Regions from separate parts of the Sus scrofa genome. Here region 1 is linked to region 2. A link is a contact called in public Hi-C data. All regions are on one chromosome and are shown on one strand. Each heading gives the region's core, a stretch centred on a gene start, on an enhancer-like site or on the middle of the called end of the contact. The rest is flanking DNA. Distances are from core to core; before and after follow the strand shown.

What was found. Hi-C and Micro-C count contacts between places; a contact is called where the count stands out from the background.
Region 1: a contact with region 2 is called in a Hi-C map of epiblast stem cells, with 2.5 times the contacts expected there. The contact joins the promoter of LOC100155087 here to the promoter of DMRT3 in region 2. A contact is called at or near these places in 2 of 47 Hi-C or Micro-C datasets (epiblast stem cells and heart right ventricle).

What each region holds. Positions count from the first base shown.
Region 1 is chr1:221,576,259-221,579,573 of Sscrofa11.1, reverse strand. LOC100155087 (forkhead box protein D4-like 1) reads right to left here and starts at 1,889. Exons shown (of 1, transcript XM_021075468.1): 1 at 1-1,889. The coding sequence starts at 1,497. The coding sequence ends at 163.
Region 2 is chr1:220,831,938-220,835,600 of Sscrofa11.1, reverse strand. DMRT3 (doublesex- and mab-3-related transcription factor 3) reads left to right here and starts at 1,521. Exons shown (of 2, transcript XM_021064400.1): 1 at 1,521-2,222. The coding sequence starts at 1,766. LOC110255645 (a long non-coding RNA gene) reads right to left here and starts at 1,990. Exons shown (of 3, transcript XR_002336226.1): 1 at 1,790-1,990; 2 at 958-1,052; 3 at 642-794.

The sequences.
Region 1 (3,315 bases), core at 640-3,139, 740 kb before region 2:
TCTCCTCTTCGGAATAAAGATGCACGCACCAGGTCCAGGCTATGCAAGGTGGAGTGTGCCAGAGCAGACTGGGAGGAGAGCATAACCTTGGGTGGCTCCGCCCTCCGGCTTGGTTCCCGGTCCTTCCCGAGGAGCTGGCACCTGGCAAGCTGTGGATGCTACTCAAAAGGCAGACGAGGTCCCCTCTCTGCCGGAAAGGGCGACCAGCGACCTAAACCTAGGGCCCTCTGCTCCCGGCTGACAAGCCAGTAACGCCGCGGTGGCGGACAGGTGCCGGCCCAGCAGAGCGCCCTTGCTGGGAGCGCAGCCGCTGGCACAGTCCTGCTGCTGTTGCTGCTGCTGCAAAATCGTCCGGGCAGCGGATGCGGCGGCGGCGGACACGTGGAGCAAAGGGGCAGCAGCTTGGGGATGCAACAGGCACGACGGGCGCTGCAGCAGGTGGTAGTAGCCCCACGGGGGCGGGGGCAGATTCTGCACAGCGCCAGAACTAGCTCCCCGGACTCCTTGCATGATACTCTCGATGCTAAAGGAGGTGCATCTGCCTCCTGACTGGGACGCCGGTCCCTTGCCCTCTTCCCAAGGTTGGGAATCCAGCGTGGGTTGAAGCGCCGAAAGGGTGCCAGGGGTCATCAGATCCTCGCCTTCAGCTTTCCTGGGCGACTCAGCGTAGGCTGGGGCAGAGAGAAGCAGGTAGCGGAGGGGGTGAGGATGCAGCAGTGCGCAAGGGCGGCTCGCGGAAGTGGGAGCAGAATAGGCCCCGAGGACCGGCTGCGAAGGGGTCGGAGGCCCAAGCAGCATGCCTGTGTAGGGGCCGTGCAGGGCGGCGGATGCAGCCGGCAGGGGGAAGGGGTGGTGCAGGTGGGCCACCGGGGGCTGGTGGTGGCGCTTGAAGCGCTTCCTGCGCCGAAGGAAGCTGCCATTGTCGAACATGTCTTGGGAGGCGGGGTCCAGGCTCCAGTAGTTGCCCTTTCCCGGGTGTCCTGGCTCGCGGGGAATCTTGACGAAGCAGTCGTTGAGCGAGAGGTTGTGGCGGATGCTGTTCTGCCAGGCGGGGAACTTGCGGCGGTAGTAGGGAAAACGACCGCTGATGAAGGCGCAGATGCCGCTGAGCGTGAGGCGCTTGTGCGGGCTCTGTAGAATGGCCATGGTGATGAGTGCAATGTATGAGTAGGGGGGCTTCGTCGGCTGCGTACCATCCGCAGAAGCCGCTGCAGACCCGGTTGATGTCCTGAATTCGGAGGAGTCGCTCGGGCAGCAGCCGCTCTCAGGGCGGTCTCGGGGAAGTGCGCCCGCGCCCCGCCGCGCCCCCTGCGGCTCTGGCTGGTGCAACTGCTCTAAGAGCCGCTGGCTCCTCTCAGGCTCGTCGTTCTCCTCTTCCTCCTCCTCGTCTTCATCTTCCTCCTCTCCCAGTATATCGATCTCACCGTCTTCCCCATCCGAGCTCCGGAGGCTGCGTGGGGGTGTGGAGCGAAGGGGCTCAGTACTTGGCAAGTTCATGGAGGAGCAGGTCCTGCAGACACCAGGGAGGTGCGGCCGCTCACCTGGTTCTGGATGGGCTGGGCTGGAAGCTTGGTTGAAGTGTCCAAGAACGAAGGATGCTCGAGGTTACCCTTTCAGGTGATTTTTTTTCTGCTGCTGGTTTCTCCTCCTTTCCTACACCGTCCAGCAAAGACGCACTTTCCCTTTTATTAAAAGTTCTTCTGACTCCCCCACCTCCCTTTATACTCTTTCTTGCCCTTCCTTAGAGCGCTCACTTCCTCCCGACGCAGTCCAATGATAAGGGTCCTTTGTGCATTACCCCACGACGCCGAAACAGCCTTCAGCCTCCTCCTTCTTACACACACCCGCCACCAAGGAAGATGCTTCACTCCTCAGGCCTAGCCAGCCAGTCTGGCCGAGAGTTGCACAGGCTCTGTTAACTCACTTTGAAAACGGCGCAAATAAAAAAGAGGTAGGGAAATTATATACTTGGCAATCCAAGGCTACCTCGATATTCAAGCCTCTCTCCTGAAGGTTAAAAAAAAGCAGGAGGGGGTGGGGGTGGGTGAGGCACTGAAATGTATATGGTGTTTGACTCTAAAAGAATGTATAACAGTAAAAGTGTGTTTTGTGTTTCAGAGCTGGTTAATCTCGCATTTTCAATTGGTAGATTCTGTCCTCATCTAGAACAATGAGCTGAAATATTTTTAATGTTCTAACTACATCCTCCAGCTAAGGGTGGAGCAAGAGAGGGTGTTGCCTTGTTCCTACTACCCCCTATCTCAGCTTCCCAAAATATTCTCCCTGACTCAAGTTTTCAGAAAAATCTGAAATGTCCTGCCATTACGCTGCCGAAGTTCAGGATGGAGGGAAAGCAAGAGGGCTAAATAGAAGTCCCCTTTCAGCAGTGATTCTCAATTTCTTTCAACATTAACCTGAGAATGAAGTACATTTTATAACCACCATCTTGCTTGTAGACTTATATAACTGTTTCACAAGACAAATGATCACTATTTTTTTTTCTTTAAGGTCATGACCAACTAAACTGATTTTGCTGCATACTAATTAGTACAAACCCAGTTTGAAAAATCCTTTTCACAAAAAATGGCCCAACAACTGCAAAGGATGCAGCCAATCTGAGCCAGACTCTTTCTTTCTTCCTTCTAAAAACAACAACAAAAAACATTAAGAACTTTTGACTATAAAATAAATCCTAATCTTGGAACTTAAACGAGGCAAAAAGGGCTGCAATTTTGGTGTCTGTAAATCACCAGATGTCAGTCCTTACTCATGCAGCAGAGAAGCAAGATGACAGAGGTGCTCTGTTTAAGTCACTTGACATCTTGGAAGTAACAGGATTTTTAGATTGGCTTCATTTAGATCAGCTCGGAGAATAAAGTAACCATGCAGTGCAATATAATTTAATGTGTGTTATATAACTAGGGATCTTATGGTAAAATACTGAGCAGCAGTACATTCCTAATACCCACCTACATGTGAAGCAAATTTGAGGTGACATCTAATAAAAATGCAGCATTAAAATATTGTAGTATGCCATTGATTAGTACATAGTAAATCTTCCATTAATGTCTGTAAAATGACAATTTCTAGTGAGAAACCAGAAGCTGGGTAACATAGCAAAAAATAGCTTAAAGTAGCTTGTTTCTTCAGGACTGAATTTTGAAAGCTTTCTTGCAAGTGTTTTTCAGTCTTATCCTCTACTTCTGAGGTGCTTACCCCTCTAAGGCTTCTCAATTGCATGCAGTTTCAAACAAAACAAATAGCAGATGACTTTGAGCCTAGCAGATTTGTGTTTGAATCCCAAATTAACCAATT
Region 2 (3,663 bases), core at 272-2,771:
TGCCTGTTGGCTTCATGGGCAGGTGAAGGCAGATAAAAGCTTAGAGGACAAGGACCACTGTGCAACCAAATGTTTGCCCATCGGGGAACTTGTCTATGTAGGTGTCCCATTTGATTCGCCCAGATCGCCAAGAGATGAGTTCAGGGTCTGCTCTAAGGAGCTTGTAGACCTTTAGCTGTGGGACTGCCGCCTCCCCTGCTTCGCACTGAGACATCGTGCTACTCTGTGCAGCTGTATCCACCTGCCCTTTATTATTATTATTATTATTTGCTCTGGGGGCAGGCCCATGTGCATTTGTGGCAGTAGTCTGCTTTATGCCAAACCCGTACTCAGAGATTAAAAGCACGCAGATAACAGGTTAAACAGTTTTATGCTGTTACCTTGTGCAAGGGCCCTCTCCCACCCCATCTACCCAAAGACGCTGGGGGTGTTGGTGTGATCCTATCCCTTACTCATAACTAGAGTGCTGATTCCGTGGAGGTTTGAAATGGGTGATGCGAAACCTCCGTTTGATCGGTCAAAGGCAGTTGGGCGGAGGAGGGGAGATCATGACTGGTAACTCTGGGGATGCAAGCGTGGCTCCGTCTGCTCTCTGAAAGTTTAGACCCAGTACTTAAGTAAATCCTCCATAAGAGCACTTCTCAGTCTTTCAGAACAGAGACTTTTATTAAAACGTGGGGATGAGGGTAGAGAAACTCAGCGCCAGAGAGGAGGGACTGGTTTCCCCTGTTAAGTAGCCTGCAAAATGGATTGTCATCCTTGGACCAGAGGTTTTCTAATATTGTCTTCCGCAGCTGCAAAAGAAAAAACAAAGTTGCAAAAGGAAATCAAGAAAGCTAACATTTCTCGAACCAATTCCACTGCCCTTCCCCCAACTCCCCCCGCCAGTGGCCGCCGGGCCTCGCTCCCCCCAACTTAAAACCCTCTTGGCTCACGCCGGGACCAGGGTGCACCCACAACTCTCCGGTAGACTCCGGTTCTCTCGGAGCGGTGTATCTGTGGCCAAGTGTGAGAATGAAGGCGGCCTTGGGGTCGGCGCTGCCAAATCAGGCCTGGAGGGAGGGGAAAGAGAGCGAAGGAGCTCGCCTACAGTCACCCCCACTCTCACCCGCGCTGGTCCCTTCTTCCCCGCCCCGCGTGCACCACCGCGTAGCGAAGCGCTGCAGTGACTGCCGCCGCGGCAGAGGAAGCGCTGGGTGCTTGGAGGAGGGGCCTTGAGCGCCCCCGTGAGAGTGGCCGTGCGGCAGGTGGCAAAGAAGGTGAAGTGCAGGAACTGGAGGGGCTTGAGCTGCAAGGAAGGAGGCAGGCTTGGAATAAGAAGCCAGGGACCCGGGGGGTTGGGGTGGGGGTGGCGGTGGGAGGGAGGAGGAGAGGGGGGAGGGCGGCGGAGGAAGTGCCTGGCCGGCCAGCGCGGGAGCCGCAGACGAGCTGGCTCAGATCTTAATCGGAGCTCTTGCCGGCTCCTGGCAGCCGCTGCAGCGCTTGGGCGAAGAAGGACGTGCCGGCCAAATACGCTACCGGCGTGGGATAGGTAGAGCGCCAGCCGGGAGTCTGAGGCTGCTAGCTGAGCGCCGCGGGAGCAGTAAACAGCTGCTGCCCCGCCTGCCACGCCGGAGCGCACGCGGCTGCTGGGACTGCGTGCCTGCGGGACCAAGGACTGCGCCGCCCGGAGGCCGCCCCAGAGCCGGCCTCCCAACCCCGCCGTCCAGCGTCCGCCTGACCCGCTCTCGCCGCCAGTCCGCCAGCTCTTCCCGGGGCCCGGGGCATGAACGGCTACGGCTCCCCCTACCTGTATATGGGCGGCCCGGTGTCGCAGCCGCCGCGGGCGCCCCTGCAGCGCACGCCGAAGTGCGCGCGCTGCCGCAACCACGGCGTGCTGTCCTGGCTCAAGGGCCACAAGCGCTACTGCCGCTTCAAAGACTGCACCTGCGAGAAGTGCATCCTCATCATCGAGCGGCAGCGGGTCATGGCGGCCCAGGTGGCGCTGCGCAGGCAGCAGGCCAACGAGAGCCTCGAGAGCCTCATCCCAGACTCTCTGCGCGCCCTGCCGGGACCTCCACCGCCAGGAGACGCCGCCGCCGCCCCGCAGCCGCCGCCGACCTCGCAGCCGTCGCAGCCGCCTCCGCCGCCGCGTCCAGCCGCCGAGCTGGCAGCGGCCGCGGCGTTGCGCTGGGCTGCTGAGCCCCAGCCCGGGGCGCTGCAGGCGCAGCTCGCCAAGCCAGGTAAGAGCGGCTGGGCGAAAAAACTTCCAAGCGGCTGTTGTGGCTTTGCCAGGGAGGCCGGGAGGCCAGTTTTGGGGAAGTTGGCTCGGCCCGGCTTTCCGCCCCATCTTTCAACAAGCTAGTCCTAAGTCTCTCGGCCTAAGCAGCCTTCAGTCTGGAGCACGTGGGAATGACGCCTCGGCTCGCCAAGTGCCTTTCCCAGGTTAAAAGAGGAAGGGTTAATAAAGAGGTCAGAACTGGACCAAGTTAAAATGCAGCAGGCCAGGATTTTCTGGCTTCCGGCTTTAGTGGGCTCGGTATTTAGAAGCTGCGATGGATATGTGCAGGAAAGGAACTGAGATCCCAGGCGTGTCTGATTCTCGGCGTTTTTCTGGGCTCTCTGGGAACTGCAGGGAACCTGAAGCCTTCATAGTAGCCAACTGTGGGCTCCAGCTTCTTGCAGTTTGTTGAATGAAGCCTCATTTAGAAGCAATGATAAAGACGACCAGAAAGGCCCCTAGACTGATAGCAGGGACCCAGAATCTGGTGCCCCCAGAGTCAGCCAACTCCTTTTGCAGAAGGGCTCAGGTCCTTTAACACCATTTTGAAGGCAGCCCTTAGCAGTCTCTTTGGTTTTAAAGAAATACAAATAAAAAGACTTACAGTGAGAAAGGCCCCCGCCCCTGGAGAGTGCTTTCCCCAGTTGTGGGGGTGGGGGTGCTGGGCCTCCTCTGGTCCTCTCCCCTTTCCTCTCCTCCTCTGCTGCATGCCTTACAGTTAGAGAGTGTGGATCTGCCTTCAGCCTTGAAGATGGGCACATTCCCCTTCCTCACCTTTATGTCCTTCAGGCCTCTCTACCCTTGCAAACCCCTGTGGAGTCTTTTGTGCTTGGGAATTTCTGGCTTATATTGTTGTCCAGCTCAAGTGTTCCTTAGATTTCAAGCTCTTGGAATTCAGTGGACAGGTGTTTGATGTTTCCCTTTCACTGAGGCAAATGTACCCATCTCCTCAGGGAGGGGGTTAAGGTGTGTGTTAGAATTCAGAGAGGAAAGGCCTTGGAAGGCCCAAAGCCCTCCTGTAGGTGAAACTAATGGTAGAGCTTCTGCCTACTATCCCCCAACCCCCACAAAAAAAGACAGTACCTCCGGGTTCTCGAGATAGGCTTTCAGGAGCCCTAGTCTACTGTGTGGAGCTGGGGAAATGCTGTTTTGGGGTAAATTGGTAGGTAGCCTGGCAGGTGTAGTTCTGCTGCCCTGTTGCTCATTTATGTTCTCCAGACCCAAAGCTCTGAGGACATTTTATGTGAAGAGCAGATCTGGGTATTTAAGGACAGAAGAGAGTTTGCTGAACATGGATTTTTGTGGTTATTTAATCCAAGGTAGGATATAAGCATTTCCCTGAGCAATATCCCCCCACTCCCAGTTTACTCTCTCTTGTCAGTGTGATGTCTTTATAGTTTTCC